Regions from separate parts of the Oryctolagus cuniculus genome. Here all the other regions are linked to region 3. A link is a contact called in public Hi-C data. All regions are on one chromosome and are shown on one strand. Each heading gives the region's core, a stretch centred on a gene start, on an enhancer-like site or on the middle of the called end of the contact. The rest is flanking DNA. Distances are from core to core; before and after follow the strand shown.

Region 1 (3,549 bases), core at 214-2,713, 1.0 Mb before region 3:
TGAGCAGCCGCCCCCGCTTCCACCCCCCCCGCACAGACACCCATGCCCAGAGAGGTGGGTGAGGTACAGAGACGCGAACCAGCGATGCGAGGATACCCGCGGCTGTCAGGGGCTGGAGGGAGGCAAGAGGCTCAGGATCCTGTCACTTTGGGGCGAGGGGGAGGAAGAACGTGTCGAGGTGCCAGGCAGGCCTAGGAGGAAAGGCAGATGGGAGGGGAGGGGGAGAGCGGGCCGGCACAATCCCACCCCTTCCAGGAGGTCGCTAACCCGGAGAGAGCGCACACAGGGCTCCTGACCCCTGCCGGGCACGCCTTGGCTTGGAGCTGGGGACCCCCGCGCGGCGCGCCCTGCCACAAGGTGGGACCCGCCTCAAGAGCGGACCGGCGGGCGGGAAGCAGGTGACTTTATTCACTGCTTCCCCAATCCGCGAGGTCCCGGGACTCATTTTCCGCCTGGAGATTAAGATCATTGCTCGCGTAATGAACTTAATGCTTTAGGGTAGAGGTGAGTGTGTCTGCGAGTGGGCAGGGGTAAGAATTACCGACCCGATCGATGGGAGACTGGCTTAAAAGTAAATCCTTTCCCTCCGGGGCTTTACCGGCAGGGTTTCCCCGTCCTGGGTCGAGCGCGCCGGGAGGGCGGCAGGCAGCGCGCGGAGGGGCGACCCGGGGACGCGGCCAGCCGGGGCCAAGGCCCTCAACACGTTCCCCTACGTCCCTACCGAGACCCCCGGGGTATCATTTTTTAGGGCAAAGACGCTTTAAAGCTCAAACATTGGCGAACTGATTGCTCAATATGTTGTTTGTTTTTCCTTTCAGCTCCGCCTTGGGAGAGAATGTTTCAGACGCGCTGGCTGGCGGATCGCGCGGAAAGGGGACCTCCCCCGCCCTTCCGGCAGCCCCCAGCTCGGGCCCCGGCCCCCCACCCTCCCTCCCTCCCTGCCCCTTGCTGGGCCCTGGGATTCCCAGCCTCGTGGAGAGGGTGCACCGTGGCCACCCTAAGGGCTTCGGGACGCCGAGCAGCCAGGCGTGCGCGGCGTCACCGGAGAAGGGAGTGAGTGCAGGGAGAACGCCCGGCCAGGCGGAGCGCCCCCTCTATCCTGTTCCAGGTTCTCCTATGGCGTGCAATACGCCTACCCCGGAGCTCCGCGAGGGGCTGCCGGGATCCCAAAGGAGGGGAAAGTTAGCGGAGCTTTGCAAGTGCGCCGAGGGAGTTCGGGCCTAAAGCGCCCGGGAGAGGCCCAGAGCTCTCTGCTGCGGCTCCCCCCACTCGCCCCCGCCCCAGGGGCCCTGCCCGAGCTCCAGGTGCCCTCCGGTGCCCAGGCTCTCAGGAGCACGCTCCCAGGGCCTGCGTGGGCCTCGGGAATCCGGACAGACGTGGCAGAGTCCAGCACAAAGCACCCCGAGCGCTTCCGAGGGAAAGACACCCCCTTGGAGGTGTCTCTCCACACCTTTCCGTGCAGACCCCGGCCTTTCCGGCGTCCAGACACAAAACCGACCGCGTCCCAGCTCGACTTTCAGGTCGGGAGTGAGCAAGACGTGGGAGGCTACTGCAGGCGCCTGAGCAGCCCCTCCGTGCTCTGGGCCCAGGGCAGGGTCTCGTCGATCCACGCTCTGGGCCCAGGCCGGACCCTGTGCACTACGGGACCCAGGTAGCTGCGTCCGGGCCGGAGCTCCGCGCAGCTGCCCGCGGGATGCTCCCTGCAGTCGCACGGCCCGGCCCGGCCCGGGATTACAGGCATCTTCCCTCCGGCCCGCGGACCTGGAGGGCGCCGCCCACGCCAGGAACCCGGCTCGCCAAGTCTGCGCGCCGCGTGGGAGCCGCGCGCGGGGCGGGGTAGAGGGGTGGCGAGGGCTTGTTTTCCTTCTCCGAGCCTTTGGACTTCAGGGCGAAGTTTCCCGGTAGGCGCCTGGGCCCCGGGGTCGCAGCCTCGCACCGCCGCTGTTGCCCGCCCACCTCCCCGCCCCCGCGGGCCGAGCGAGCCGGAGCCGCACACCCGGCCCCGCGCCGCCCTCCCGGGGCTACCCTCCCCCAGCCCAGCCCACCCCCCGGGCTCGGCGGAGGGCGCCTCTCTCCCCGGGGCGAACCCTGTGGGCCCCGCTCCCTGCAAAGGAGACACCCGCCGCCTCCCGAGAAACTTCTAATACCATCCATACAGCTTTAATGCGTTTATAATTCGATAAGTGATTTCAATTTGAAATTGTTAGTAACTAATTTTATGGGTAATTTTTCCACATCAAATATTTAAGCATCAGATTAAGGGAGCCAGTTCCGACACAGGATAATCAGGGGGTTCCCCCCACCCCGCGCGCCTCCGCCTCCGCCTCCCTGCGGGTCCTACCGAGTCATTTTTCCAAATCCCCAAAAGGTGGCAGTCGAAGCTGACTTTCCTCCTCGGCGGCGCTGCGCAGGGCGGGGGCGGGGAGGGCGGGCAGGGGGAGGGGAGGGAGACACCGGGCGCTGCACGCACTTTTCAAACTCATTCTCGCACACGTTTCCCGTGCAGCACGAGCCAGAAGCGGCGGCGAGTTTCCGGGAAAAGTCCTGGCAGGAGAGAAAGTCCAATCATGCGCCTTGTGGCCTGGGGTTCCGCAGACGGGGGACACTGAGCGCTTGCAGACCCAGCCCCGGATCCGAGCAGAGGCGGCGGCAGCGCCGGCTTTCCGATATTTCTTTGTAATTTAACAGTAACGGAGAAATCCTATGTCACTAAGCAACTTGTTTCCTCGAGGACAGGGCTCCGCAAATTACATAATGGAGGGGAAGGCGGCGGGGGCGGGGGGAGCCGGGCGGCCCGCGGATGAATTGCCGAGCAGTTGCCAAAACTTTTTTTTTTTTTCCCTGCTGCTGCCGCGGCTGCCTTTGCTGCTGCCTTTGCTTTGAATGTGGGTAACTAGGAAACAGCAAGCCGTCTGAGAAGACGGAATTTCCAACGTGTAAAATGTTCTTAACGGAACCATTGAGCGAGTGCAATAAGGCGTGAGGGGGAACTAATCTTCCCATTTAAATGTTTGTGGCAATTTTATCTAAATGAATTTTAATGCTAAACGAGGGTAATTCCCCATTTGTAGCGCGTTTACTTCTCTTTCCTGTGCTTCTAAAGCAGTCGAACATCATGCAATGAACAATAACAATAAAAATACTGTCAAGGCATATTATTCATTTTGAATGTGTTATAATTACAGCTGATTAAATATGATACGGTAAAATATTTTTTATTTTTTTAAAAAAATGTTTAAATCGTGCTAAGAGGTCGTCTCCTCCGGCCAGCCCCCCCACCCCACCCCCCAACCTCCCTTCCCCAAATAAAAATAAAAAGCAGGTACAATTGAGTGCCCTTGTTTAGAGGAGGGCGTTTTGTTTTTGCCTTTTAAGAAACATCAAAAACACTCTCAGCACCTCTATTATTTCCCTGCTTCGGATAAGTGTCCTCAATAACCTCGGAGCTGGCTCTGAAATTTACAAGAGGAAAAGCTGAAATAGCATTCAGGGGGGCGGGTGCTGAAGCCCGGGAAGAAAGAAACCGCGGCGAGGCCCTCGCGTACGGCG
Region 2 (3,487 bases), core at 674-3,173, 850 kb before region 3:
GGCGGGGGAGTCCTGGGAACGCGGGGCCGGGGCTGGCTCGGGCGTACGGTTTTTGTGCTGTCAGAGGTGGACGCCCGGCCGGCGGCAAGGCAATGCTTGCATTTTGTCACTTTGGATCTGGACGCCCCCTCTCCTCGCCCCGGCAGCCCCCCGGCCCCAGCCCCGGCGTCCTGCGCGGAGTGAGAGCCAGGGAGGGAACAATGAGCCGGGCGCCGGGAATGTGCCCCCAGCGCCTGTTTACAAACACCGAGCTATTTATGATCGCCGGAAAGCGAAACCCGACGCGGGCTCGGGGCAGCCCGGACCTCGCGGGCGGAGCTGCGGCCCGGGCGCCGCGGGGAGGGCCGCTTTTCCTCAGACCCGCTGCGGGCGCGGCGCGACGGGGCCGGCGCGCTCGGCTCCGGCTGCGGCCGCCGCCGCCTTTGTCTTCGAGGCGCCGAGGGGCTCCGGCCTCGGCCTCGCGCGGGCCTGGAGGGGCCCCGCGCCCCCAGCTCTCTCCCCGGCGACGCCCTGCTCCTTTGCTGACCACACTTTCCTGTCCCCCCACCACCACCCACCCCACACACTCGGTTCGGCGAAAACTCCCAGTGCCTGAGGAAAAGGATCCACTTCGGGAGCCGAGGTTTGCAGACAAAAGCTGCCGGTACCCAAACTCGGAGGCTCGGCGCCTCTGGCTTTAACTTTCCCCCTGCGAATACCTATTCTCTGGGCTTAGTCATTTCCCCCCTTCTCTTTATTGTGGCACTCTGAGGTGGCCCTTTACAGTGCTATGTAATGGTGTTATTTTCGAGTTTGCTGCCCGCCGGGCTCCGGTCTGCTGAGAGGGCTTGGCCGCAGCAGCTCGACCGGCGCCGGGAAGCCTCCCATCCCCGAGCGGGGCTCGCAGCTCGCTCGGCTCCGAGAGGAACCCCCGCCCCCACCCCCCAGCCGAAGCCTCGCCGAAAACTCCCCCTGCGGTCGGCTGGAAAATGAACTCACCCAAATCTCGGTGGGCAGCCGTGGCGAAGGGCTCGGCCAATCAGGAGGCGCCCCCGCCCAGGCGGCCGCGCATTGGCTGCGGGGAAAATCAATTATCAAATAATCGATCAGCAGGGAGCTTCGATCTGCCGGGAATGCAAACCGCCAGCCCCGATTCCCGCCCCGAAGGTGGCCAAAAGGCTGACTCCCTCGAAGCGGCGGGCGCACGCGCCCCTCACCCCCACCCCCGTCCTGCGGCCCGGGCCGCGGCCCCAGCCCTGGCCCCTAAAGGGGCGCAGGGGTGGGGGGCAGAGTTTTCAGCCAGAGCGAGGGGGCTCCGTTCTGGCGGAGACGGTTTGGAAAAGGTTAGGCGCTCGGAGGTGTGCAGCAGCCAACTCTTAGGCGCCAAGTAGCAGGGAAGATGCGACCCGAGTTTCCGTGGAGTGGGCTTGCGACAGCGGGCACCAGGGCGAGCGTCGGACCCGGGGTCCCGACCGGGTCCCCGCCGCGCGCGGAGCCTCCCCGAGGCGATTCCTGTGGCTTCCTAAAGCCTCCGCACGGGTCGGCGCCGGCTGAGCCGCCCCGAGAGGGCAGCGTTTCCAGCAGGCCGAGCCGACGAGCCCCGCAGCCTCCCCCAGCCCCCCGCCCCAGTCCGCTCCCGGTGTGCGCCTGGAAGACAGGGCTGGCGCGGTCCACCCAGAACCGCTCTCTCCTCCGAAGAGCCACGGCTGCTTTCCGTCGGTTCCAAACGTCCTCGGGATCCCTCATCTCTTGACTCGCCCCCCCATCCCCCTCAGACACACGCCTTTTCTTCTTTTGTCTGGCACACTCAAGTTTTAGGATCTCTTACTTTTTACGTCGCATACGTGTGTAGTTTCCTGGCACAAACTCCCCGACGCCTCACTCGGAAAGGGAAGGCAGGCCCCGGAGTCAAAGCCTGGGGGTCGGGGGGTGAGGGGCAGCCAGGTGGATGACCGGCGCCTGTGAGCCCACGCCTGACCCCTGCTCTCCCCACCCTCGCGGCATGAACTTGGAAGCAAATTTCAGGCCAATTTCAGGGTCTCGGGGAGGCGATTTCTGTCTTCTTCCTGGGGAGTGGCGCTGGCTGGGCCAGGCAGCACAAGCCTTTCCCAAGTATGGAGAGGACCGGGCCGGCCCGCAGCCCGCCGGCCTTCCCCACCACCTGAGCGCCTTCGACGGCTGCCTGCGGGGCCGTGCGCGCCGTCTCCGCACCCGCGCTCCTGGGAGCGGGAGGGGGACCCGAGGGGGACAGGGGAGGGCGTCGAACCAAAGCCTGACGTGGGCACGGCTTCGCTCACGGCCCTTATGTGAACTGCGAGGGAGATTGTGTAATTTAACTGAGGGAAATTTACTGCGAAATACACTTAGACGACCATGATCTTTACCAGCCCTTAGGGGTTCTCAGCAGACTTAGGTAACCCGGCCGGGCGTTCCCTCCGCTCAACCCTCCACGTTTTCACATTAGGAAAAGGGCAGTTTGTTAATATACGGAATATACTTTTTTAACAACAGGATTGGCTTCGTGTTATTGCTTTCCAGCAAATAATATCTTTTGTTTTCAGCAGAGATTAAAAACGAAAAAAATTCAAGTAAATCACTCTTTTCCAACAACCGGAGCCTTCAAAATAGTAGGCAGACTTGGGTGCAAACCATGGTATGCCAGGTCACCTTAAAAATGTTCTTTAAATGTCGTACACACAGATTTTTCTTACAGAATGGAACAGTTTGAGTTTGTGAGCTTAAAATAAACTTACTGGTTGTGAAAAGTGTCTTCTTCCCCACTATCCATTTGTAACTGTGAACCCAATGCTACTTCTAGGCCTTTGTACAATTAATTCTAGACAATCAAGGGGCTGAAACACTTTTACAATGTAATTACAGTAGTACAAATTGTTTGCCCAAACCTCATTCTGGATAAGGATTTTACAATTAGCAAACAGTTATTACAGTTGGGGCTTGCCGGGAGAAATTGCATGGAGGGTGTCTAGAGTTTTAACATAGGAGCCATAAAAGTTAAAAAAAAAAAAAAAAAGGGATACCTCCTTCAACAGGGTAACAATGAATCATCTATTAAAAGGAATAAGTGAAGGGCCAAGTCCTAGGTGTCAGTGAGAGCGGATGAGACGTTCCTGCTTGCTATGTGACAGCACCTATCCTAAGCATGGATCGTACACTTTCTTTTCTAGGCAAGTGAACTTTATTCTGCAGCATCTTGACTTGGTGAAGGCCCTTCCATTCTCTGCTCCTCCTTCACCTCCTCGGGCACCTTCCACAGATAGAGAAGGAGTACTAAAAAGAGGCGTTCTGGGCCCTTGGTCTCTGCTGTTTCTCCCCTCCCAAGGGAGGCATTTGAGGCCAGCGGAGCTCCTCTGGGCTGCTGGCCTCCTCTGGGGGTAAACTCCCCTTGTACCTTTCTGTTCTATAAGGAGCCGTGCCTTTGGGAAGGCCTATATCCTGAATTAGGCTTTTGTCCCAAAACTTCACACTGATGAGTCAGTTCCAAAGCCCT
Region 3 (3,529 bases), core at 226-2,725:
CTTCTTCCTGGTCTCCCATGCGGGTGCAGGGCCCAAGCACTTGGGCCATCCTCCACTGCCTTCCCTGGCCACAGCAGAGAGCTGGACTGGAAGAGGAGCAACCAGGACTAGAAGCCGGTGCCCATATTGGATGCCAGCGCCGCAGGCCGAGGATTAACCAAGTGAGCCACGGCGCCGGCCACATAGTGAAATTCTTATACATTCTCAGAAAGGATGGCAGTCTGCAGATCATAATCTAGGATTCTATGAGGAATTATATGCACGCACATACACAGGTGTCAGCATAATTTTCCTCAAAGGACCAGCTACTCTTTAACTGTGAACACTCTGAGACATTCAGGATCTCTTTCCCTAAACAATTATGACTTTACAAAATGGCGTCAAGACCACAGCAAAGTTTGACTGCCCAGACCGAGCTAAACGCCTGGAGCCTCCAGGGTGCCCTGGTACTTCCTCTGTAACAGCAGAACCCCTTGTAATAGCTCAGCACTGGTTTGACTGGGATGGGAATTTTTTTTTTCCACCAACCCTCAAACTAGCTTGTGCTCTATAACCAGAAAAACCGATCTGCATGTAAGCCTCCCTCCTTTTGTGAATTCAAGGATACCACTATGCATTTGACAGGTCAGTTTGGTTTCTAATATTCTCATTTGAATTTTTGCACAGAGGAATTTTCTATAAATTTTCTTAATAAAAGCAGTAGAATAGTATCAAAACCTGTTGGTACAATCCGGAGGGTATCTGCTCTTATTTCCTGAGTATTTCCCTTGTTATACTCCCGTGGCCTAGCCCTCCTGCTCACACCATCTCAAAGAGACTCCAGATTTCTAAGAAAAAGAGAACACTAATAATGCATATTTGCCAACTTCGGTTTTCAGAATTGATAACAAGTACCAAGGGCTATTTGCTGGCCTACTTCTGCCCCCTAGTGACCATAACACATGGTTGCTCTTTTCAGTAAGGAAGCTGGGGAGTTAGACTACAGAAAAGTAGCTACTCCCACATCCAACCCCCCCCCCCCTTCAGCTACCTGCTCCCCAGGATACCTCCAGCTACCGCCTGCCACTGCTCTTTCATCAGGTACAGAGAAAGAAATTGATAAATTCATTCACATCCAGGGGGCTACGACTTAGAGCGTCCTTCTCTGGGCATTTTAACAGCAGCACTGAAGCGGGAAGGCAGTGCCGCTTAACTTCAAACAGTAAATCACCCACTCACGACTCAAGGACAAAGACTTTTTTTTTCCCGCTGGTTTTCTTGTTTGTGTTTGCTGTTTGTTTTCTGAAGAATCATCCCAGGTCTCCGTATTTTTAACGAACCACTTCCCCGTCTACCATCAGGCAGATGGGGGGAAATGAACATGGGACGCGATAAAGCAGACGGTCCACTTTCCCAACTTCTCGTCTGCGTTCTCAGTCCCTCCTGTCCCTGTGCCCAGCTGGAAGGCTGCATCTCTGGGGTGGCCCCCGTGTCCAATGGGGCTTCTCCTTCTCAGACACGGAGCGGGTGCAAGCACGAGCGAGGAATGTTCTGGTCGGACTCCAGCACACTCCCACAGCTGCTAACACGGCTCCCCGCGTCAGCTCACTGGCAGGTCAGAGAGGTTTTCAGGCAAGTAGCCAAGCTCCAAGATGGCTCTAGAGCGGCAGAGGAGGGTTGAGCAAAGGGAGCAGACAAAGAGGCAGGATCTGGGGGACTTTACAGAGGCGCAGGCAATGATTCTGAACTCTGGCTTGGGCTTGCCACTAACCAAGCTCATCGCAGCGTTAAGAATTGGCCTCTGCACTCATCCGAAGCAGTGCCAGAGGGACGTTCTGCCCCCATCTGATCCAGGCGGAACACCGAGGAAAATGACGAGGCGGCACCGAAAGCACGGACTGCTGCTGCTGCCAGTTTACTTGCCCAGGGGCCTTTGCAGCCTCCAGTCCCCCGTCGCCAACTTCCGCGGGCACGGAGTCTAGGGGAGGAGTGGGGCCGACTTCAGTGCGAAGTTGTGATGGTGCAGAAGAGTGCAATGAATCAGGCCTCGATGAGCCTGCACGGGGCAGACCTGAGTTTGAATCCCTGCTCTGCTGCTGAAGGACAAACTTTCACTCTGTTCTCTAATCCTCGGCTCAAAGGTTCCAGCCTCGGGGATGCCGTCTCTGAGCCCGCCAGCTAGATCGAGACCCCTGTTTATGCGTCCTTTATGACTTCCACTCTTGACACATCACCATTTGTCGCTTTATATGTAAAATGATTTCTCTTTTTTTTTTTCCTTTCTGCATTGTAAGCTCAGAGAGGGCCAGGACCATGTCTCTCATTCTCTTTCATCCCAAAAACTAACACATAAAATATAGTCAATAAACATTTGAATGATGAATCATACTGAATTTTCAAAATCTCTAAAATAGGAAGAGCCTAGTCTCCTTGCAGATTTGTTGTGAAGAGTAATGAAACATGTTTTTTCAAAAAAAAAAAATCCTTTCTGAGTGCCACACAGAGCAAGTGCTCCAACGGGGCTGCCTTTCTGCTGCCGTCCCTCTGGGGACTCTCCACAGGAGCATGGCTGTCCCCGACCAGCAGAGGGGTCACTGAGCAGTGCAATCAGCCAAAACAGGAAAGCGGGGGCCTGACTTATCCACAAACTCCATCCCAAGTCCCTGAATAATCAAAACTACTTGGCACATTACAATTAATCGCCTCGTCTCTCTCAGCGTCCCTTGATGGCAAGAACGGTTCTATCCACCCCCACTCTCCTCCCCACCCCAGACAGAGAGCAGCCAGAGGGACTGTAAATCCACTCCTAACATTTTCAGTTGTCTGAGTTATGTCCTACCAGAATTAAGAAGGTGACTTTAAAAACATGAAGGAGAAATAAAGGTCGCACTTCCCAGAGCGGAGTACAGGTGTACAGTGAAACTGAACTTTTAATACGAGGCAGCTCTGGGGAAGAGAAAGGACTGAGAATATTTTTATAGAATACTTGCATTAGGGGTAATTCTTTTAAATCCAAGCTTCAACTTGCATGACACTGAGGCATAAGTCTACCACTTAATGACATTTATAACTCTGTAACAATACATTTTGGATAAATTACTGCTGAGGCTTAACGTTTCTGATTATGATATATAGAATAAGTGATGTCATCACGGCAAAGTTTGTAAGTTACGATCTGTCCTGTTGCTTTAAATAAGAGGATTTCTGGAGACAATTGCCTTGATGAATATAAACTCAAATGAACCTTGAATCTCTTCAATTATTCTTATTTAGAATTCATTTTCCTTTGAACTTTCATTTAAGTCAAAGCACAATCGTTCCTTTATAAATCAAATGCGAGCTTGTCTTTCCTACGATAACAAGTATGCTTTAAATAATGAAGCAACACCTATGATCATAAAAGATAATGTTTCAATGCACCAAAATACAAAAGGTAAAGACATTTATTATTCTAGTTCACTGATGGCGAGTTGAATATTTTTGTAGCAACAGACAGTTCTATTCAAGACAACACTTCTGCTTTGACTTATTAGTGCACACCTTTGCCCAG

The links. A called contact is a pair of places that touch in the nucleus more often than the background predicts.
Region 1: a Hi-C map of an unstated tissue shows a contact between it and region 3, with 7 times the contacts expected there. The contact joins two enhancer-like sites. A contact is called at or near these places in 2 of 6 Hi-C or Micro-C datasets (ear pinna and an unstated tissue).
Region 2: a Hi-C map of an unstated tissue shows a contact between it and region 3, with 4 times the contacts expected there. The contact joins the promoter of MEIS1 here to the enhancer-like site in region 3. A contact is called at or near these places in 3 of 6 Hi-C or Micro-C datasets (ear pinna, skin fibroblasts and an unstated tissue).

What each region holds. Positions count from the first base shown.
Region 1 is chr2:136,087,033-136,090,581 of mOryCun1.1, forward strand. No RefSeq gene overlaps it. Among named protein-coding and RNA genes, the nearest start is that of MEIS1, 140 kb to the right of the region's middle. Within about 2 kb of position 1,464, at least 2 of the 8 cell types and tissues checked have an H3K27ac peak or open chromatin away from gene starts, as enhancers often do.
Region 2 is chr2:136,231,306-136,234,792 of mOryCun1.1, forward strand. It overlaps MEIS1 (Meis homeobox 1), which reads right to left and starts at 1,924. Exons shown (of 12, transcript XM_051837800.2): 1 at 1,808-1,924.
Region 3 is chr2:137,082,921-137,086,449 of mOryCun1.1, forward strand. No RefSeq gene overlaps it. Among named protein-coding and RNA genes, the nearest start is that of SPRED2, 210 kb to the right of the region's middle. Within about 2 kb of position 1,476, at least 1 of the 8 cell types and tissues checked has an H3K27ac peak or open chromatin away from gene starts, as enhancers often do.